7 separate regions of the Mus musculus genome follow, and all the other regions are linked to region 6. Evidence: chromatin contacts called from public Hi-C, HiCAR-type, HiChIP or PLAC-seq and promoter capture Hi-C data. All regions are on one chromosome and are shown on one strand. The core of a region is the stretch at or near the end of the contact, and the rest is flanking DNA. Distances in the headings are between cores, read along the strand shown.

Region 1 (3,010 bases), core at 8-2,507, 610 kb before region 6:
TCTTCCTAAAACACAAACCTCACAGCTGACATTCAACAGGCCTTATCACCTTTAAGGTGAGGCCCAAATTCTTCAGTATAAACAGATTTCACTAATCACCTTGCAGGTGCAAGCAGAGAGCAGCCCAGACTAATAAGGACATAAAGTGTGTTGTGGAAGAGTTAGAGAAAGCTCAAAAAAGCGAAAAATCTTTCAGCTCCTGCCCGAGGCGCTAAAAAAGCAAACCAGGAAGGGCATTCCAGACAGGGCTCTGCCACCTAAATGAAACAAAGTGGGGGGTGGGGGGTGGGGGTGTAGAAAGGCACCCAGGAAGGTCTGTGGCTAGAGGAGAGCGGAACTCTCTATGGATCTTGAAATTCTGAATTTCGGCTTGTAAACAGACAAACAGAAGTTGAGTGGCACTTCCAAAGCCTCCTTACAGCTGGGACAGCAAGCCTTGCTGCCTGCTCCTCAAAGCAGCCCTGAGGACCAGCTTCCCTCCTGGGGGCCATACTGCCATGCTCAGGTGTCCCTCTTGGCACCACATTCTATCTGTGCTAGTCCACCATACACTGCCAGTCACTAAGTAGGTGATCAATAAACGTTCTTGAGAGTGAAGGACAGGCGAGGCTGAGGAACTGTCACCTAGCGGTCTGCCCCAATCACGGGACGAGGGTGGAGGTCCGAGAGTGGAGGGCCAGGAGCATCCGCCCAAGCCCACCGTTGGCGTCCTTACCCGGTCTTCAGGAACTTGCAGTTGCCGTAGATGAGAAACTTGCAGAGATGCAGCTGCGCGCAGAGCCCGGTGCAGCCCGGCTTGGGGCCCTGATGCGCGCGGCACAGACGCAGCGACGACACGGCCAGCACCAAGCGCTCCGAGGCTGCCGCCGCGGCCTCCCGGCCCGCGCCCACGGCCACGACCGCCCGCGAGGCCACCACGAAGCGCCCGCAGTCCCGCAGCAGCCGCTCCAGCGCGTCGGTCCCCAGGCTGGTTCGCAAGCGGCGCCGCAGCTCCGCCAACTCCAAGGCGCCCCCCGCCGCGCACAGCAGCTGGGTCACCTCTGCCACTGCCACCGCGGCCTGGGCCATGGCCGTCGGACTGAGGCTTAGCACGGACGGCGGCGCCTTTCACGGGCCGGGCCCCACTGTTTCGCTGGAAGGAAACGAAACCGAAAGCGGGCTCCGGCCGGGAAAACAGGAGCCGTGGGGCCTTGCCACGCCCTCGGGCCGCAGCTGAGGAGCCGGCGCCCTTGTCTTAGGGCCGCCAGCTGGGGACCGCGCGGCTCGACGGCGGCCCGCGCTCGCTTGCGCGCGCACTGGGCGACCCGGCGTGCCTCGAGGCGTCGCGCGGCCGGAGATGCGGGGCGCGGGTCCTCACGGGGCCGGACTCCCGCGTCTGAGGGAGTCGTGGCCGCTCCCTTCGAGGCAGCAGCGTCCTGTGAGGCGAGTGGCGCGTTCAGCTAGGCCCGAGGGACGCCGCGGGGGGTTCAGTCAGCAACCTCGATCTCGGAAAAGCCGAGCGAAGTTTCCAGACGGCGCCGGCCGGTTGCGGCCGGTTGGTGCGTCGGCCGGCGCGCTCAGGGGGGCTCAGAAGTCGCCCGAGCCAAAGCGGGCTTTAGCAGGCGGGCCTCGGAAGCGGGGACGACGGACCCGGTCCCACCGCACCCCGGAACAAACGGAAACAGTCGCTCCGAATTGCCAGACACTCCGCTTTTGTAGCGGATCCCGCATTTCCAGAAGGAAAGCGTAGGTACGTCCTTTAAAGGGGGCCGATCCTCCCTCCCTCGCCCCTTCTGAGTAAAGGTGATGCACCTAGTTCGATTCCTCACCGGAAAGAACTCTCCTGTGTGTTACCCTGGGAGTTAAACGTTCTCGGGGTAAGTAAACGGGGGTGTGTGGGGGTATACCTATTAAAATACGACTTTTGGCACCCCCATTCCTTCCTCCAGGAGTCTCCCGGGAATAAAAGCGTTAGTAAGTCATGTTCACAGGAGAGGACGGAGTACTGGAAACAGTAAGACGGTGATTCAGACAACAAGAGTTTAACAAGCATGTTAATTCTCTGGGTTTGACCTAGAAGGACATTAGTATGTTGTGAGAAAAGATTGTAATCAAGTAGTATTCCATGGGGCTGATCGGAGGTTAAGCGGCCGCACTGCTCTGGAAGAGGACCTCGGCCGGGTTCCCAGCACCCACATAGCAGCTCACAACTGCCTGTAACCCTGGTTCCAGGAGGGATCTGACACCCTCTTCTGGACGCTTCAGACACCAGGCACGACAGGTGTGAAGGCGCCTTTAATCCCGGCACTTGGGAGGCAGAGGCAGGCAATCTCTGAGTTCTAGTCCAGTCTGGATTTGAAAGTGTACACAGTAGGATGTTTTTGAGTGAGCATGAAGCAAACCCAACACTTTGGTCACAGTGGAGTGTGGGAGGTACTAGGAAAGTGGAAAAAGGAAAGGTGAAGGCTGAAAATTGGGAGGTGAGTGCTTAGAAAATTAATTTAAAATGAATAAAATTTTATTCTAAGTATAAAATACTACAGAAAAGAGCAACTGAGGGTATAGCCCCTGGGCTCAATCCTTAGGAAGGTGTGTGCTGGGGGGGGGGGGGAGTATTACTACAAAAATGTAATAAAATGGGATTAGAGTAGACCAATTGGCAAACCCTGGAACCCAGTGAGAGATTCTGTCTCAAAATAAGGCGGGAACTGGAGAGATGGCTTAGCAGAGAAAAGTACCTGCTGTCCAAAGCCTGCCAGCCTGAGGTGGATCCCCAAAACCCAGGTAAAAGGGGATGGAGAGAGAAACACCCCACACCCCCAAAATTGTCCTCTGACCTTCACATGTGTGCTGTGGCACACACATACATATACATAAATAAACTTAAAAAAAAAAAGGCGGAAAGCTCCTGAGAAATGACATCCTACCACACACACACCACAAAAAAAAAGACAGCAGGCTGGGCCAGAAACTCAGTGGTAGACTGTATAAACATACAACACATACAACACTAGGCTCAATTTCCCAGCAG
Region 2 (2,980 bases), core at 473-2,972, 850 kb before region 6:
AGAGACTCTGGAAAAAATATTTACAGTCCATAGGTTATTTACAGCCTTGTTATTCAGAGCCTGAATGGTAAGAGAGTCCATGCAGAAACCTAATTCATTTAGAGCCCTGGTACTAATAACAGATTTTCTTTTCAGATAAGTTTTTTTTTTTTTTTTAAATCAGCCTCTCCTAACAGAGATAAAACTATTAATGAGATCCCTGTTTCACTCGGCCCAACAGTTCCCTGGGTTTATAGGATTACAATCTCCCCTAGCCCCTCCTCTTGGTTCCTGGCAAACCCGTTTCCCTCTCATTTGCGATTTCATACACAGAATATCTGAACAAAACCGAAAGAAAGCCAGATGGACCCACGCTAAAAGTATGTAAAGGGCTGCTATTTCAATGATTTCACGAGAGAAACATTTTCACGACGAAATAACTGAAAAAATCTGGCACACTTTGGTTGAAAAATACCCGGTACTACAAGCACACAAAACCCCATAGAAGAGTAAAAACTTAGTTGATTCCGGCTTGATTTTCTCGCTGCAAGCTGACGGAACTGACTGAAGAGAACCGAAAGAGTGCGCGAGGCAGCTGTATCGCCTTACCTTTTCTTTCTTCTAAAGACAGTCAAATGGGAAAAAAATCAGCCAACGCCAGGTGAAGGTGCACAGCACCGATCTACCCAGGCCGAGCCAGAAAACCTTCTTTCGCACCCCCTTCCCCGCCCCCCCCAAAAAGCCAAACTACATTCTCCCTTCCACACGCCAACTGCGGGGAGATTTTGAGCCTATTTCATTGTTCTGCCTGGGTCTGAAATGGACTTTTCATCTCAACCCTCTCTCATCGCTTGGCCCCTTTCAATCGGATTCCACAGCCACCACCACCACCACCACCCCCCAAAAATCGGAGGCTCGGGAAGAATAAAGGAGTGTGGGGTGGGAGTGGAGATGTTTGGAAAAGGGAGCAGAGAGGACGGACAAGTAGAAAGGAGATCGTTTAAAGGTAATGGGGGAGGACCGCATCACCTTCATTTATCACAAATAAACAGAAAGCAGTCACGGATCCGTCTTTTCCCACACGCCGCCCCCATTTCTTTTCTTTGGGCAGCAGCCCACCGGCACACACCCCCCAGCCGCCTTCTCTGCCCTGGAAATAAGATCCTGCTCCAGGCCGGCTCCGGTCCCGTCTGGACCCAGGATGGGGGCACCGGGGAAGGTCGCGAGCCCCCAGGACCAGGGCCCGGGGCTGCGGCCGGGGGCTGCCGGGCGAGGGGCCGCGGGCAGAACAAAGCTACGGGGGCCGCGGCTGGCCGAGCGAGCGGGGGGATCGCGGGCCGGGTGCCCCTTACCTTCGTACACGGGGGCCATCGGGGCCGGGGTGTCCGCGGTTCATGGCAACGGAGAAGGGAACGCGGCGCGCGAGCTCGGCCCCCTCAGCCTCAGTGGGAATCTGCCATCTTGAGCCTGTGTCTCCGCTCTCGGCGCAGCCCAGGCCGCCAGCGCCCGCATCACCGCCTCACTTGGCCGGCGCCGGGGGAGGGGGCCGGGCGGGCGCGTCGCCGCCGCCGCCGCCGCCGCCGTAGCCGCGGCCCGGGCCCTGCGCGGGGGGCTCGGCCGGCCCGGGGCGGCTAAGGCGCCGAGGCCAAGGGCCGGGCGGGTCCGCGAGGGCGGGAGCCGGGGCGGGCTGCGGCGGCCAGGGCCCGGGCCGGAGCTCAGCTCCGCATGGCTGTGAGGCGGGGGCGCCGGCAAAAGTTGCCCGTGAGGAGCAGGGGGAGGGGGCGGGGGCGGGGCGGCGCGGCCGGGCGCGAGCGGGCGGGCGGGCAAGCGCGAGCGAACGAGCCGGGAAGAGCCCCAGGGAGTCCGCGCGCAATCGAGCGCCGATGGCACGGATGCGAGGCGGGGAGGGCCGAGCCGAAGGGCAGAGCGGGGCGTCGGCGGGGGCCGAGCGCGGCCCGAGGGGAGCCGAGCGGCCGTGCGAGCGGGGCTGGGCGAGAGCGCGGTGCGCTGGCCCGCAGCCGCCGACCGGAGCTCCGCGGTGGAGGCGGCCACAACTTTGTGTGTGCGTGCTTGGGAGTGCGCGCGTGGGTGTGCGCGCGCCGGCCGACCGGGCCGGGGAGCGCGAGCGGCTGCTGCCGACAGCAGTCCCGCTGCCGGGCAAAGTGTCTTCACCCCAGCGCGTGCGGGCTCCGTTCTAGCCGACACGCGGGGGAAATGACTGGAGGGAGTGGGCGCGTAGTCCTCCCGGGAGAATGTCGGGGGAGCTCCCTGAACTGCTCGGGGAAAACGCAACGTCAGGATGGACGCCTGATCCCGATGTTTGGAGAGCCCTCTCCTCCATCATCCGGGTGGGAGGGTCCCACCTAGTGGCTCCAGGGTTTTGCTTTTTTTCTGCTCACTCGGGCCGGAGCGAAACGTTCTCTAAACTCTCCTAGCCTGGATCTCTGCCCTGATTTGCCTCTCCAGCTCGCTTCTGGACGTCTGCACGGGACGCCCTGCCTTTTGCCTCCAACTTACGAAAACTTGTTGAGTCCTGATATATGAATAGTTCATAAAAGAAATTAAGTGGGTGACAACAAAGCTTCTGAAAAGCCAACAAAATATTAGTATCCAGCAAAAAATATTTTGTCTCATAAACCCTTTATTTTCAGGTATGAATACTGGACACCTGATGTAAATTGTATTTCCTACCTGTAAATCATAGGTCCAAAACAGTTTAGAAGCTACCTTGAGGGTGGGGATGTAATATGATGACCTCTAACTCTGGAGAACTTTCTTTAAAACAAGCCCATTGTTTTCTTTTCTTTTTAAGACCATTGTTTTCTCACTATCTTTCCAGCTTCTGTATCCCGTGCCCATCCACCACCCAAAAATAAAAAAACAACCTAGCTCCTGCACACACGTGGCTGGTTTTGTTACTGGAAAATAAGTTTCACTTCATCTTGGGATGGTCCTTGACGGCGATCTTCTTTGCCTCAATATTTCATATTACATTACACTA
Region 3 (2,967 bases), core at 19-2,518, 670 kb after region 6:
TTAGTAGGTAGTTGGATGAAATGTGAAATGTAGATTCTGAGCGGTCATTATGTCAGAACAATGTGTTTTGTAATTCCTAGTTGAGAGATACAGCTGTGCTTTAGTGGTACCTTTGAAACTCAGGCAGTGGCTCACAGAGGCTTGTGTATGCTCTCCTGGGCCTACAAGTTGTGAACTTCCCCAAGAAGGCCATACAGAAGTGTTGGGATTGCTTAACTGAAGGCTAGGCTGGTGCTGCTTGCTAATGACTAGCAGGAAACTGAGGAGGGGGACAGGATTCATGACTCTTTTCATAGCACTTTCTTCTGCATCAGGCTTTCAGAGCTTTGTATGGATAGAACCATCAAGTTTTGCAACCGTTATTGGGAAATAAGTAGGTTGCTATTGTCTGCTCCAGTTGCATTTAGAACATTTTAGAGAACCCAGACACCTGTGGGCGACAGCTTCATTAGCCCAATTTCCAAGTCTTAACATTCCCATTCTTAATCTTTCTAGAGCAAAGAGGATTTTATGAACATTTGCATTGAACCTGACACTGTCAGCAAAGGAGATTTCATAATCATAGGGTAAGTGCCTGGTCTGTAGGAAATGGGGCTTCATCAAGGAACTGGTGTCCTCAAACCTTTCTATCCAGAGTGTGCTGTCTGTCTAAGATGGAGACCTGCCAACGGCCTTGTCTGTCTGGGAATTCTGGCCTTCTTTTTTAGAATGGAGCTGGCATGTGTACTTTTGCCCTCTCTGCTCATTTTGGGAAGAACAGAACGTTAACAGTCTGCCTTTCCATTGAAATGAAAGAATTCGGTGTTTCAGGCCGTGCTAAGGACTATCTATAGTCTCAGGGAGCTTGATTGCCTCCTCACTGGCTCTGGAACTCTAAGGCAGTTGACTTGTCTGAGTCCTTTCTCATCTGTAAAATGGAAGGTTATCATCATGTCTACTACCTGAGGACTACTTGTCAGTCTCAAGGAGGCTTTTGACATTGAGTAGCACTTCCCGGCGACTTTTACTGCGCATGCTATTCACCTTGTTTTCCCATTCCCAGAACATCAAGGACAAACTTGAAAGGACACTGAATATCTACTTGGACATTTCCTAGGCTTCCCCTTTTCTAATACAGTAGACTCTTCCAAGTCCTGCCTGATTTGTTAACTCCTGCCTTGGCTGGAATTTCATTGGCTGAGTATTCTGTAAACTCTCCAGACATCCTCAAAGTATCTAAGGAGCTGTATGTTCGTTCCCATGCCAACCCGTAATCTGCTCAGCCTCCTTTGCTTTGTCCTGGTGCTCCCTCTTGTGCCCAATTTAGGGATTGGACATTGCTCCTGCAGCAACTGTGTCTCCATGGCTGCATCATTATCTATTCCAGCATTGGCTGCAGCACACTTTTCATTAGTCTGTGTTGTTCTCGCCTTTGATACAAATTCTTCAGATACTGAATGGTCCCTTCTGCAGCCTTTGATTACTCTCGCTGTATGGGAAAAGGAAGAAGGAAAAAAAGCCTGTCCCTTCCACAGTGTGCATAAATCGCACAGTATCTTAAGTGCGTCTAGCTAATGGGAGCAGCCATATTCAAATCTCCTTTATAAAACTGACACCCAAACCAAAAAAACCCACTGTATCAATTAATTAAATGGTATTATGTTCAGCATTCTTTAAGCAAGTTTCCCTTTGGTCCTTAAGAGAAGTAAATTTGTGCAATGCATGCATCCACTAAATATCTCAATGAAACCTGATGAAGCTGGTTCTGAAACTCTGATGACAAATTCATACATGAAAAAATTGCTACTTCAAAATAACAAAAGATTTTTTTTTGAGACAAAGTCTCTTATAGCCCATGCTTGCCTTTAACTCCCCAAGTAGCTCAGGCTGGATTTAAACTTCTCCCTCTATCCTTTTCTCTCTTTTTGTATTTACCATAATTAACTAAATGGAGTACATGTGTGTTGAGGTCTCGCATGTTTGTGTCTGATTGCTTTACTCCAAGGCTACTTAGCAAAGGTAAGTGTGCTAAGGAGGCTGTTATCTATGGAGAGTGATGAGAAAATAGCTAAGACTATTTATAAGGGTAAAAGCATTATCTACCCTAAAGCAGAATAAATTGCCCTTCATAAAGGATCACAAGGACCAAGGAACAGAACTTTGATGCTTTCCTCAAATGACTGAATTACATCTTAATTTTTACATTTGAGATGCACAACTAGATAGATAGATGTAGAACCATTTTAAAATTAAGAAAATTGAGAGAAACTTCATGGCAGCTTTATGCAGTTCTCACTCCACAGCAAGTCAGTCAGTCTCGTAGAATGTACCCCAACACTGGTTAGAATCCCAGGGAGACTTGTTCACTGAGCCCTGGTCTCCGCACTCTGCCTTTCTTGCCCTCATCGGTGGGCTTTTCTGAGGTCTATTGCAGTTGCCATCAAAGATTCCAACCTTGCTTTTTCTTATACTAATAGAAGTAAGAAGGTGAGAGACCCTGGCCTGCGTGCAGCTGGCACCGAGTGCCTCCAAGCCAGCCACTGTACTCTGGTTCTTCCTGAGGTAAGATGGACCACAAGCTGTTTTGAGTTGATTTGTCTTTTTCTCCATTTTCTTCCTCTTTCCATATTAACGCCTACCATTTAGGTCCCTTCTGTTTAACAACTCGTTATCAGGTCTGAGTTAAAGGAGACCAGAAAAGAAAGGCAAACGCTTCCATGCTACTGATTTGGAGCAGGCCTCTGAGGCTTAGCGTCTCTAGGCCAAGGTTCTCCCTCGAAGTGATCCTTAGGTCCCTAACCTTTGCTTCTTCATGCCAGGAATGCAGAAGATGTTTATGATAGTATTATCTGAAGAATCTTCCATTTGGTGGGTATCGGGTTTTATCTTTCCTGTAAAGTATGCTATAGAGTACCATTCTTAGAATAACAACTTTTGTAAATAGGAATAAAGAAGTGGCGGTACTTGAATTGAAGGTAACTTGACTGC
Region 4 (2,959 bases), core at 137-2,636, 750 kb after region 6:
GACCCCCCCCCCTCCTAAAATCAGAAAGAATGGACCTTAGGAGGCAGTGTGTCTGTTTGAATGGTTTGGAGTTCCCTTCTGTCTAACACTGGAGCCCCACTGAATCTTGTTGCCTTGGGTTCCTTAATTTGTAGGATTCATAAGTGCGTTACTTCACTAGGGCCAGGATTAGGGTAAACAACATAGGATTTAGAGGAGCAAAAGAAAGTCAGCAATCAAAAGAAAAGATGTCTCAATGCAGTATTTTGGAAATGTTAAAACTAAGAAATTTTACTATGAACATGATATTACCAAATACAAGATCAACAAGCTTAAGTTACTTGAGATTGTTTAAGACTGTCACTGAGTGCTGGATGTGATGGCACATGCCTTTAATCACAGCACTAGGGAGGTAGATGCAGCAAGGGGAATCTCTGGGAGTTAGAGACAAGCCTGGTCTGGTCTACATGAGATCCAAGTTTCAGGCCAGCCAGGGATACACAGCGAGACAGTGTCTTTTTTCTTTTCTCTTTCTCTCTCTCTCTCTCTCTCTCTCTCTCTCTCTCTCTCTCTCTCTTTCTTTCTTTTAAGCTTTTCCATCTAGAATAACTGCCAAAGATGTAGAATTGAAACACAAAATGAAAAAAAAAAATCTAAAAAATACTGATCAGTTTCTTTCTATAAAAGTAAAATCTTAATTACACTTTGCTTTAAAATAAAGCAACGTTTTGACTTTTAACACTTCTTCAAAATGTTTTGGAATTTCATAAACTTTTAATGTTTTAGGGAAAACATATATACAAATACATAATATAAGGGCGCATTTCTCTTGTGCCTTAGGCACAGTTTGGGACCGGTACTTAATAAAGATGTTAAAAATTTTGCTCCTCACGTGTTTCTTGAATTTTTTGACTTAACATGTTAACATATCTAGATCACCGAGGTTTTGACAGCAATTAATTCTTCAGTCTTACTGCATTAGGAGACTTGTGTCGGTTTTAGTTCCTCCAGGGGCTCAAATATGTTTTATTTCACCTACCTCACTCCCTTTCCCAGGCTGGGAACATCAAATAATTTCAATTTAGGGCTGGGAATAGAGTTCTGGCCAGAGTTTGGTTAGCCAGTGCGGGGCCACTACCGGAGCGAGGGTGGAGATCAGGAAAAACAAAACAAAACAAAAAACCCCAACAACCAAACTAAACCAAACCAAACAACAAAAAAACAAAACCAAAATCGTAAAACTACCCACAGGTGGCATCGTTGATCCGCCCACTTCCGCCTGGACAGAAGTTCCTGGCACTTCTAAATTGAGGGGTCGTGTTTCCGGCGACATCAGCCGGCGGCATTTCAACGACGCACTTCAGAGATTTCCTGTCTTTCCTTGCATCTCGCGAGCTTTGCGGGCTCCGTGCGCCGGAAGCGAGCCGCTGGCGGTCGGGCTCTGCGTGTCCGGTGAGGGAGGGGAGAAGGCTGGCACGAAGTTGTGTTTCCCGAGTGCACGGGCGCGTGCGGGGCTCGGGAGGAGTTGTGCGGCTCCTCGCTGGAGTCCGAGTGTCCCCCGCCGTTCCCTGTGCTGCTCGCGAGCGCCACTTTGGGGGAAGAGCAGCCTCTTGCCCCCGCGGCGAGGCTGGGGAGCCGGGCTTACTCAGCGCTAACGGGGACGAAGGCACTGATTTGCGTCCTTTCGGAGTAGCGTTTACTGTGCCCGCACTGTTTGTAGAGACAGTTTTAGGGGTCTAGAATAACAGAACAAGTTGGAAAAAAAAATGTCCGAGACAACTTCTATTGTAAAGAAATCTAGCAGACAATGGATTGCAAGTGAGAACAGGTTTTTCCCCTCTTTTCTGCTGGTTGAGACCCAGAACCACAGAGTTTCTTTTGTCTCGCTCAGTTTTTGTTTTCAAAAAGAAAGGAACTCCCCACACGTGCAAAAAATGCGGTTGCAAATTGGGTGCACGAGAAGCTGGACGCGCTTAGGATTTAGGACTAGAGAGCATGTGTGTTCTTGATGGATACTGTAGTTTCTTGATTTATCATTTTTCTCTTTTCTTTCTTTCCTTTAGGAAAAGCCTAAAGATTAGGTTGTAAGAAAAACAGAAGCCATGTTTCGAAGACCTGTGTTACAGGTAGTCACTTTTCTACATTAGTGAGTGCTCCAACCGTGTTTCCATAGTCTATAGCCATGTTTTGTTTTGTTGCTTTTCGATTTTGCATACATAAGCACGAGATTCTTACGCCTATCCAGCGTGTTCTATGTGTTTATTTGATGTGGGAGATTCAGAAGGGATTTTGTGTGTGTGTGTGTTTATGTGTGTGTGAAGCTCATAATGTTTACTGAATCAAAAATGATTTTTAAAGTGTATTCGCATATGTAGTACACCTCATGAATTTAATTTAGTAAATATTTGTTACCAGTGCTTAGATCAGAGTATTCATTTAATTATGTAAGTTATTATTATCATTTTTGTTTTGCTGTTTTTGAGACAGCCACTCATAGTTAAGACTATCTTGAGACTCACTGTTAGGCTGAGATGACCAAGAACCTTCCTCCTCCTGCTTCTACTTTGTCACCGATGGTATTTCAGGCCTGCCCCATCGCACCTGATTTCTTCTAACCTTGTCCCATATGGCTCTGGTCTTTTATGACCTTCTGGCCCCTCTCCTCCCCACTCCCATCTTGCTATCCAGAGAGCAGAGCTCACTTCTTGCCACAAATTCATGACCATTCTGCAATCTAGTCGGGTGTCCTCTACTCTAGCCAGCCTTAAGCAGGCCTTAATTACCATTTTTCCTCAGTGTGGCACGTGGGTACCAAGTCTTGTAAATTCTCCTAATGTAAAATCTATTACTTTTCTTCTCCTCTTAAGACTAATGAGTCAAATTCGTTATAAAAGTCTGTTGTCTTCCCCATCCTACTCTTAAGTTGGTCTATCCTTAGCTCCTTACTGTAATCCACACATACTCTGAGCCTTTTAAAATT
Region 5 (2,878 bases), core at 346-2,845, 620 kb after region 6:
ATTAGATTAATATTCTTTTGATTTTGAAGAATATTCTGAAAGATGAGGCAGTATTAATAATGATGAAGGGTGGGGGAGGGGAGAAGGTTACACAACTCCTCTGCCACCTGTGTGCAGAGTTAGTTACACAGCAGGTGGGGCCTGACCCTGACTGTCAGAGCTACATATAGACCAGCCCTCATAACAGATCAGTGCCTTTCAACTTTATTAATGTGTGCTTTTAAGGTACTGGAGCCATTATACTTTTCAGGGAACATTGTTTCTAGCTTTCAGGTCATTCACTATTTTGGGGTATTTTGTTGCTTGCCTGTGGAAAACAGGTTAACAGGTAGCAACTGTGGCAAAATCTATTGTTTTATTCTCATTCCTTCCTAATTATCAGTCTTGAAATTACTGTCCATTGCCAATTTTCAGGTCTCCAGTGTTATAATGGTGATCAAGGAATATATGTAAAGTAATCTTTTTTTCCTTTAAAATATTTTCTTTGGTTATTTTCTAGCAATACCAAGTGTGTAAGTGCAGACTGTGGCCTTGGCCTCTGCAAACAATCAGAGCCCATTTAGTCTCATGACACACTTTAGACAGCTTTTATGCTAAATACATGTTTGCATTCTGAAAGAATGTTTTCATATTTGGAAGCCAAACTTTTACCTCCTATTTACATTTGTGATATAATAGAGTATCTGATAGTGCTATAAAAAAAAGAGGGGTCTCATAAAACAGTAACAGAAGAAGCGAAATATCAAATTCAGCTTTGTCAAATGACCCAAGTAATATCCACTGGGTAGAAAAACCCAAGACGTATATTAGTTTCTTGTTGTTGACTAATAACTTAGTTTGGCACACCGTCAATATTTATTATACTATTTTGTAGGCCAAAGTGCAAGGGTTTACAAGGCCTGCCATTCCTTCAAATGCTATAAGGGGAAAGGCTACTTCCTGGCTTTTCCAGTTGGCAAGGCTGTCAACATTCCTGGGCTCATCGTTCCTTCTGTCTTTAAAGCCAGGAGGTGACCACCCTCCCAGAGTTACCTGTGTTCTGATCACAGCCATAAAAGCCTCTCTGCCTGGAAGACTTATCGGATAGTTTCGGATGCTCCCGGTCCTGAAGCTCTAAGTTAATCTGCTCTTTCCTGTTGCCATATGGAGCTCCAGCTCTTCAGGCTCTGGACACTAGGCTCTAGATGTGTCAGGAGTCTGGGTCATTTTTCTACACACCAGAATGTAGAAATAGGTAATACAAGCTTTCACTCAGAGAATGTATTTCTTGAATGTGCTCCTGGTTTGAGATCAGGTCTTTAAGAAATCTTTACTTAAGGTACTTTTTTTTTTTTTTTTAAGCCCATCCATTCTATTTGGGTCTTAATCTCTAGGAATGCTAATGCTGGGTTTCTTTTGTTTGCTTTGATAGTGATAACCTGCTAAGAAGAGCAGCCTGTCAAGAAGCTCAGGTAATGCCATTTCCTGTGATAAAATTAAATCGCCCTTATCTCCGCTGTGCAGAAGACACAGCCACTCCAGGGACTGACTTACTTGGGGTCTTGCATCAGTGCAGTGTGACTATTTTCCCTCCACCTCCAGATGGATCAGGCCATCAGCCAACTCTGAGTGGAATGGGTGGAAGTTAGCCATCTGGTGAAGAACAGTGCTGACGCCCACCCTGTTAGGCTTGTTTACTCCTGGATCCCTCCCAAGAACACATAACTGGACGGCTGAAGAGCTAAGAATTGGCGTGCGTTTGCAGTTATCCTTGAATATCTGGCTAAACCCTGAATCTGGAATAGCCCCCAGGGATCTTGGTTCAGAACAGATTTTACCTCTGAAAGTCAAGTCTTGTTAAAATTGTTTTCTTCTGCTTTTAAAGCCCATGTCACTAACATAGCTGATTCCTAGCACTGCACTGCCATCCAGTTCCACGAGATGCTGCTTAAGCATTCATTTATCTGGCTGTGGTGGTGATAGTTGAGTTGTAAATCCTTTCAGATTTAACACCCTGGCTTTCCTCTCTTCCCTATTTGTAGTTTATACCCTGCAGATGGATTTCTGTGACTCAGTACCTTTTTGTTATATGTCATTTAAGCTTATGATGTCAGAAATGCCTGAAGAGATGTATGAAAGTTAAAATGGCAAAGAAAACGAACACATTTAGTAGAAGTGGGTGTCAAACCTCATGTTTGTTTCTGAATTATTTTCATAGATGATAATGACAATAGATACTATTAATAAATCCTTCTTTGGCTCCAAATATGTTTTAAGAATTTGATTTTATTTCTGCACAGATATACCATCTAGTATAGCTTTAAGTTATTTTAAAAATTAATTTAAATAAGCTTTAAATTTTATTTTTAAGATCAGCAAGATGCTTCACTTTCAGGAAGCTGAGGCAGGAGGATTGCCATGTGTTTACCTCCTGGGTTACATAATGAGTTTCAGGCCAGCCTGAGATAGGCTATGAGTCCCTCAAAAAATAAGCTGTTGGATTATTTTTGAGTCTCAGTATGATACTCTAGAACATATATGTAATTCTTAATGATCAAATCAAGGTAATTATCAAATAAACCTTAATATTGAGTTCCAGGGAGTTCTGCTGATACACTCTCCTCTTACTTAAGGTGAATCCTCTGCTTATGTTCTTTCTGAATTTCAGCCCCACTTACTTTCCCAGGAACAAGGTCTTGTTAGGAACTTTTCCACATACTGACCCCTTACTGTTCTAATCCTCCAGTCCTCTGCACATGTTTAGCATCTTCCATGTGACTAAAGGTGCATTGATCCTCTCAGCTTTCTCTACTTTTCCTATGGTCTTTTTATAATCTAAATTATTGAGTGATTTAAAAAAATCATGTAAACTCAACTCTAGTTTTTACAAACTTCTTAA
Region 6 (3,104 bases), core at 592-3,091:
AACAGACTGCTAACGATAGATGGAGAGTGGAGGATGAACATCCCAAGTAAATATAATGAAGCAGGAAAAAGAACACTGTAGAGATAAGGAGGTAGTACGAGAACTGGGAAACTTAAGTAGCAAGTTTATCTTTAAACAAAATTTATCTTCAAGTAAAATCAACAGAAACAAGTCACTCTCGACAACTGTTTGTAAAATACCGTATTCTAGCCAATTGTTTGTAAGATATGGTATTGTTTATGCGATACAGTGCCCAAATGGTAAATGTAGTAAGTTTTACATACAGAGAAAAGAGAATAAATTAGGTAATTTGACAATGTAATAAGTTGAATGATACAAGGACTACCAAAAGCCAAGTACTAAAGACTGGTAAACACGAAAGATGGGACGAAAATGGGAGCGAGCCAGATCACTTAAACCCACTAAAAACAAGCTAGCACGCAAGCAAGCAAGCAAACAAACAAACAAACAAACAAACCCACGAAGGATATCAACTGAGGTGTGTATGTGCACTGAAAGACTAACCCAAACTGCCAGCAGTGCAAGGGAGCAAAGGGCCAAGTGAAACCTGATGGAATCTTGACAGCTTTGGGGTTCAGGGAGTGAATAGCTTGCAAAGTGTCCAAAAGGATTTGTGAAGATAACAACGGATTACAAGGTGACGGTGCAGTGGAATGAAGTAGAGGCACTCAAGGGGACTAGGGCAAGAGAAGAGCAAAAATGCTCTTCCGTGGAAACTAAGGTTAGAAGCAAGTAGGTACAGTTGAGAAATGAGCGGGGTGGTGGATGAGGATAGAGGTTTACGGGTCAGCAAGGGAGCACTGACAAACAGTATTATTCGGGGATCAGAGACCAGGATGGGAAAAGCTTCGGAACAGTAAAATTTGGGGCTGAAAAAGTAAAGACTACACCAAAAAAAAAAATCATCCCCTGGGCAAAAACCGGTCAAAAGAAAAATCCCCCAAACAAGTAGCAAAGTGGGAAGGGGACAAGGGCCTGCAAAGGGAAGATAGTGAGGAGAGTGGAAAGATGCGCTCCGTCATCCCCAGGATCAGGGAGTAATCGCACACGGCGGTTCCTAGGGCTAGGGGACCAAGGGGTACTGCCCTGGCCACTAAGCTCCATCCTCGACGCCGTCCCTGCCGGCTAGCAAAAAGGAAAACATCTCAGGGATGCAGGGCTGGAAGCCTCAGCCAGGCGTGACCTTCTCCAACCCAGAGTTTCGCCCCCTCTGAAAAGGCTCCAGCTCTGCCCCCACTGCCCCAATCCCATCTGGGTGGGGGCCGGGGAACCCCCCTGGGCCATCGTGTGTGTTTACGTAGCGAGGAGCTACAAGACAGAGGGGGACACTCGGCCGATAACCACCTCCCCGCCGGCTACCAAGCACTGCCGGGGCTCCTTCTGCTGCCTCGGTCCCTCGCATAAACACTGGCCCGCCGAGCCCCTGACGCGCGAGCACTGGGGGGGGATGGCGCCGCCACTCACCTCTTCAGGAATGGCCGGGTCCGCAGCCGAAGAGGCCGCGGCGCCAGCGCCGGCCTCCGGCTCCATGTCGCCATTGAACAGAGCCTGGCCCTGCTCGGCGCCGCCGCCGCCGTCGCCACCGCCACCGCCGCCGCCACCGCCGCCGCCGCCACCGCTGCTGCTGCCACCGCCGCCACTCAGCGCCGCCATCTTCGAAGCGCGAGCCGGGCCGAGCGGCCGCCGCGGGGCGGGGAGGGGGAAGGGAGGCGCAGGGCGGGCGGAGGCGGGCGCGGAGGCGCGGGGGGCGTGGGCGGAGCGGCCGGGGCGGAGGCCACCTCTGGAACCCGCCGGCGGCCCCGGCGCAGCCGAGCCTGAGGGGATTTGGGGGGGGGAGGGGGCGGAGACGACGAGGAGTCGCCGCGGCAACGGCGTCACCCGCATGTCACGGTCGTGACGTCACCTGGGTGCGTGACGTCATCCGAGGAGCACCCTCGCGCCGCTGTCGCCAGGGGAGTGTTCCTTCTCCTCCAACCACCCTCGCGCTCACACGTTTCTACCCGCACAGTTTCCATGGCTCCGGCTTCCTATTTTTTCTCAGCCTGTTCTGTCATGTGGGATTTACTAGAAGAGCAGGGGGTGGTGTTTTAAAGAAGTTAAAATCCTAGAGGGAAGAAGGCCGGAAAGTCTGTAGTACTTATTACTGCCGTTACAAAGAAGCTCTGGGTGTCATAAAAATAAGACCTTAAACGCCAAGGTTGAAACATCAGCCAAGCCAAATTTCATAGAACTGTCTTGGAGCAGCTAAATTCTCAGTATGGTGTTTGTATCCTGTCCCTAAAGGACTTGATCTGTTGAAGTATAAATGAAAATCTAAAGCTGGTCTTCAGGGTATTTATTGCCTAGTTTCAGTCATTTACTATCAATTGGCTCCTTCCATGCACTAGGACCTGAGGAGAACACATGACCATTTTAGACATCTTATGCATCATAGCTAATTTTTATTCCAAAGAAAATAATTTAAAATATTTTGTAGATCCTGACTGATCCAAGGCATTCTCTTCAAACTGTATATGAAAAAAAGAATTGGGAGAAGAGAATTAAATCATCTCAGAGAAGCCCAAGTTGCAGAAATTAAACCCAATTTCTTTATGTAAATTACATGGTTAAAGTACGTTTAACCAAAGAAGGAAATAATGGAGAGAGGAAGTGTGTTAAGAAAAAGAGAAAACAGGAGTGAAAAACAGAAGCTACCAACACTATTCAGGAATTTCCAGTTTAACTCTTGAGTTGAGTTGTCTGTGTGTCTGTGTGTGCACTTCTATTAATGGAAAGGGGGATGGTCGCCACCAACCTCTTTATTGCATTTAGGATGAGTTGAAAGGTAGAAAGCTTCTGACAATAGGATGTCTGCCTATTTGGTCTGATCAGCACAGGCCCGGCAACTGATGCTTTGCTTCAAGGTAAGCAGTGCACGTGTGGCTGCTTGGTGAATCAAAGCATTACGTTCTTGTGTATTGAAAAAAAATGCCACCAATCAAATAGCTATTCTGTGTTTGCCAATGACATTGTACATTCTCTTCCAAGCAGGGACATTCCCCTGAGAGCTACATTTAAGTCAGAAGATGATCTGACAGATTCGA
Region 7 (2,975 bases), core at 167-2,666, 600 kb after region 6:
TCTCCATGGCTTCTGCATCAGCACCTGCTTTCTAACCTGTCTGAGTTCCAGTCCTGACTTCCTTTGATGATGAACAGCAATATGGAAGTGTAAGCTGAATAAACCCTTTCCTCCCCAACTGCTTCTTGGTCATGTTTGTTCGGGAATAGAAACCCTGACTAAGACAAATGGGCTCATGGCTTTATTTTATTTTCTGATTCATAAGTGTCCAACTAACCTATTCTACGGTGGAACGTGTCATTCAGGGCAACTTGAATCTGTGTTCCAAAACCATTGCCATTCATACTTGGCTCAGAATACATTTATTTCCTGTTTCCTAGGGAGACAGCAGTGAAGAAATGTCTATTTTCTCCAGATAGTGACAGGAACAGACCCCGAAGAAATGATTCCACTAAAGTCTAGATTTGTGGATCCATGAATTTGATTGGGGTAGTGAGGAATTACCTATAGGAACATGAGCAACTTAGAGGAGGCAATACCAGTGAAGAAGTTCCCTCAACACTCCTCAGCCCCTCTGGCCCAGTAACCTTTAATTGCTTGTACATCTTGTGGAAGATGGGAGTCCCTAGAGATCAAATATTAGTGGATCCAGTCTTGGGACATCTCAGGCGAGTTCCCATTTGAAGATGTTCCTACTGAAAAACTGTTCCCATTTAAGACAGCAATGTTGTGCCCTCAGGGCAGACTTCTAAGAGTCCTCTTTGCAGCAAAATCTGTTTTATTTTGTTGACATCTTCCTCGCAGTGAAAGGTGGCAAGATAAAAAGTTTTTGTAACTGCCTTGGTGTAAGGCAGCTAACAGGAAGCTTCTCTGCACCTGCCCTTCATCTTCAGCCCAGCGATCTTTATATTTTAACAAGACACATTTTTCTGTTGTCCAACACCCCTGTGGGCTCTCCTGCTGCATGGCTCCCTTTTCTCATAGCTCTTTCTGCCTCCAGCACACAGGCCTAAGGGTTCTGTGATTTTGTGCCTGATTTCCCCAGCCTCAGCCCCACTCCCACCCCACCCTGCTCTTCCGTGCATCCAGACCTGATCATCATCTTCCTGCTCTCTGGAGCTCAAACTTCCGCTCGTTAATTTAACACAGTGCCTCCTCATCTCCCGCCCTGTCGCTGGGTTTTGTTTTATTTTGTTTCATTTACCACTATGCCTTAGCCATTTAATTACTTTCTGATTTAGTTCCAAATCGTAAAACTGTTCTTATTATGTATTGTGAACTTTCCAGAAACGACTGGCTGGCGACAGATGGATAGATGAAAGATTGAATGAACAAGTAATGTGAGAGAAAGGGAAGGGAGGGCGGTGGCTGCTGCGAGCCCATCCCTAGGTCACGGGAGGGCTCGCCCCCGCCTGGCTCGCGCTGCTCCGCGTCGGAACCCGAGAGCAGAGGGAGCGGTTTCCCTGAAAAGAGAGGGAGAGTTTTGTGAGAGCACACAGGAAAGGCCGGGCGCTGAGCGGCGGGCAGCGGTGAGTTCGGGGAGCAAGCTAGGGCCGCGGGATGTGTGTTGTCAGGGTGTGGAGCGCAGCCGCTGGTGGCTGCGTTGAGCAGAGCGTCCGGGGAACCCGCCTGGCGTCCGGGGATCGGCCACGCGGTTGCTGACTGCGGTGGGGCGGGAGGAGGGGAGATTGGGCCGGGCCAGCATGGCGTGCACGCCCGTTGTCCCTGCGAGTCAGGTGTGCCGGTTCGAGTCCCAGAGCCGTCCCTAACCTGTGAACCCCTCAGCTACTTCCCACCTTGGGCTGTGGGGTACTCCGGAACAAAAAAACGGGGCCAGTAATATTTGAACCCTAAAGGGTGGGTCGGTTCATTCGTTCTATTTATTAGGTTCTGCAGATGTGGATGACTAGAATCTGTTCTAAAAAGCTCTTTAGTGAGAAAACCCCTACTTTTCTTGTCAGAAGAGGGTCAGAATTTGAGAGTTTTTGGGTTTGGGGAAAGCCTGTTTGGAAGGCAAAGATATGTTAATTTAGGCATAAAATTTGAGATTTTTAACTGACATTAGTGAGAATGAAAATTTTGGCTACTGAGAAGGGAATATACACTGAATGTATTACAGATTGTGAAGACAAATACAGATTTTATTCACAACTGCTTCACTGCAAAAATTAATGGTGTTTCCCTTTTTCTCTAGGGAAAATGTTAATTGACTTATCCAGGGTCTCACCATCTGTAAACGACAAAGCTAGGATTTCGTTAAGCACCTTGGCCAGTCCTCTTTGCACACTAGGCTGCCTGCATATTTCCCTCATCTTTTAATAATATAGAAAGCATTTAAGACAGGGTGGGCGTGGCTTTTTAAAAAGACAGTCCACTCAGAGTGTTGTCGACTGTCCGATATTCGTTCCATGCCCCTCTCTACTTGGGTGATGTTCCAGCCTTCCAGCAGGTGGAACAGTCTAGAGTCTCCTTAACTGCACACTGTTTCCCCACAAACCTACAATGTAAATCCAAAGCCTTGAAATCACTTAACAATCCGTTGCCCAAGCACAAAACCTGGCTCCGTTTCCTCGTCCTTCACCTCTTGCAATCAGTTGATCATCAAGCCCTGCCCATTTCTATTTCATAAAGACCTCCAAATCATTTGTTGACTCTTGTCTAGAATTTGTGGCAGTCACCCCTCGAATGGCTCCTTTTAGATTTACTTTCAGGTTCTGGCAGTCTGTTTTATATTCTGCACCTCAAATGTGATTGTTATTCATCTGCTAAAAAAAAAAAATCTCAAGTTTTAAACATAATATTGTTTTAAACATAATATCCAAAGACCTTAGTGCGGATTCAAAGCCTTTTCAAATCTTCCCCCTCCCCATGACCCCATCGTTCATCTTAAAACATTGATTTTTAATGTCTGGTGTGTTTGCAACCTCCATTGCAATTATGTTAGTAACTGCTAACTAAAAATCATATGACTACTCAGTTCAGGAACAAAGTAGGCTTTTGGGGAAGGAAGATGATGACCAAGAATATATATTTAC

Evidence for each region. Promoter capture Hi-C pulls out the DNA fragments that hold promoters and counts their contacts. Hi-C and Micro-C count contacts between places; a contact is called where the count stands out from the background. HiCAR-type assays count read pairs that join an accessible place to other places. HiChIP or PLAC-seq counts read pairs in DNA pulled down with a chosen protein or histone mark.
Region 1: a contact with region 6 is called in an H3K27ac HiChIP or PLAC-seq map of embryonic stem cells, with 3 times the contacts expected there. The contact joins the promoter of Parp12 here to the promoter of Braf in region 6. A contact is called at or near these places in 1 of 39 promoter capture datasets (neutrophils), 2 of 115 datasets of contacts at active chromatin or transcription factors (embryonic stem cells and memory CD8 T cells) and 1 of 9 other capture datasets (adipose tissue).
Region 2: a promoter capture Hi-C map of pre-B cells shows a contact between it and region 6, with 2.3 times the contacts expected there. The contact joins the promoter of Hipk2 here to the promoter of Braf in region 6. A contact is called at or near these places in 2 of 39 promoter capture datasets (neutrophils and pre-B cells), 1 of 484 Hi-C or Micro-C datasets (CD4 T cells) and 1 of 115 datasets of contacts at active chromatin or transcription factors (astrocytes).
Region 3: a contact with region 6 is called in a Hi-C map of cortical neurons, with 1.9 times the contacts expected there. The contact joins the enhancer-like site here to the promoter of Braf in region 6. A contact is called at or near these places in 2 of 39 promoter capture datasets (cranial neural crest and hippocampal neurons), 1 of 484 Hi-C or Micro-C datasets (cortical neurons) and 3 of 115 datasets of contacts at active chromatin or transcription factors (astrocytes, embryonic forebrain and forebrain).
Region 4: a Hi-C map of pre-B cells shows a contact between it and region 6, with 4 times the contacts expected there. The contact joins the promoter of Ssbp1 here to the promoter of Braf in region 6. A contact is called at or near these places in 5 of 39 promoter capture datasets (the 3T3-L1 cell line, cranial neural crest, frontonasal cranial neural crest and 2 more), 1 of 484 Hi-C or Micro-C datasets (pre-B cells), 2 of 115 datasets of contacts at active chromatin or transcription factors (bone marrow-derived macrophages and pancreatic cancer cells) and 1 of 9 other capture datasets (adipose tissue).
Region 5: a contact with region 6 is called in a HiCAR-type map of fibro-adipogenic progenitors, with 4 times the contacts expected there. The contact joins the enhancer-like site here to the promoter of Braf in region 6. A contact is called at or near these places in 2 of 39 promoter capture datasets (the 3T3-L1 cell line and embryonic stem cells) and 5 of 115 datasets of contacts at active chromatin or transcription factors (SST interneurons, astrocytes, embryonic midbrain and 2 more).
Region 7: a promoter capture Hi-C map of hippocampal neurons shows a contact between it and region 6, with 6 times the contacts expected there. The contact joins the promoter of Agk here to the promoter of Braf in region 6. A contact is called at or near these places in 4 of 39 promoter capture datasets (the 3T3-L1 cell line, hippocampal neurons and second pharyngeal arch cranial neural crest), 1 of 484 Hi-C or Micro-C datasets (CD8 T cells) and 3 of 115 datasets of contacts at active chromatin or transcription factors (astrocytes, embryonic hindbrain and forebrain).

The regions. Positions count from the first base shown.
Region 1 is chr6:39,117,092-39,120,101 of GRCm38.p6, forward strand. Parp12 (poly (ADP-ribose) polymerase family, member 12) reads right to left here and starts at 1,258. Exons shown (of 12, transcript NM_172893.3): 1 at 716-1,258. The coding sequence starts at 1,068. 4930599N23Rik (RIKEN cDNA 4930599N23 gene) reads left to right here and starts at 1,382. Exons shown (of 4, transcript NR_045813.1): 1 at 1,382-1,729.
Region 2 is chr6:38,874,468-38,877,447 of GRCm38.p6, forward strand. Hipk2 (homeodomain interacting protein kinase 2) reads right to left here and starts at 1,723. Exons shown (of 15, transcript NM_010433.2): 1 at 1,332-1,723. The coding sequence starts at 1,350. It also overlaps a transcript of Tbxas1 not described here.
Region 3 is chr6:40,392,158-40,395,124 of GRCm38.p6, forward strand. Agk (acylglycerol kinase) reads left to right here. Exons shown (of 16, transcript NM_023538.2): 14 at 496-566; 15 at 2,457-2,541. Among named protein-coding and RNA genes, the nearest start is that of Dennd11, 42 kb to the right of the region's middle. Within about 2 kb of position 1,269, at least 21 of the 459 cell types and tissues checked have an H3K27ac peak or open chromatin away from gene starts, as enhancers often do. A contact at or near this core is called in cortical neurons, where this site is marked.
Region 4 is chr6:40,470,029-40,472,987 of GRCm38.p6, forward strand. It overlaps Ssbp1 (single-stranded DNA binding protein 1), which reads left to right and starts at 1,387. Exons shown (of 6, transcript NM_028358.2): 1 at 1,387-1,431; 2 at 2,043-2,105. The coding sequence starts at 2,082.
Region 5 is chr6:40,346,001-40,348,878 of GRCm38.p6, forward strand. Agk (acylglycerol kinase) reads left to right here. Exons shown (of 16, transcript NM_023538.2): 3 at 1,412-1,451. Among named protein-coding and RNA genes, the nearest start is that of Agk, 22 kb to the left of the region's middle. Within about 2 kb of position 1,596, at least 30 of the 459 cell types and tissues checked have an H3K27ac peak or open chromatin away from gene starts, as enhancers often do. A contact at or near this core is called in fibro-adipogenic progenitors, where this site is marked.
Region 6 is chr6:39,723,622-39,726,725 of GRCm38.p6, forward strand. It overlaps Braf (Braf transforming gene), which reads right to left and starts at 1,842. Exons shown (of 22, transcript NM_139294.5): 1 at 1,486-1,842. The coding sequence starts at 1,674.
Region 7 is chr6:40,324,062-40,327,036 of GRCm38.p6, forward strand. Agk (acylglycerol kinase) reads left to right here and starts at 1,417. Exons shown (of 16, transcript NM_023538.2): 1 at 1,417-1,469.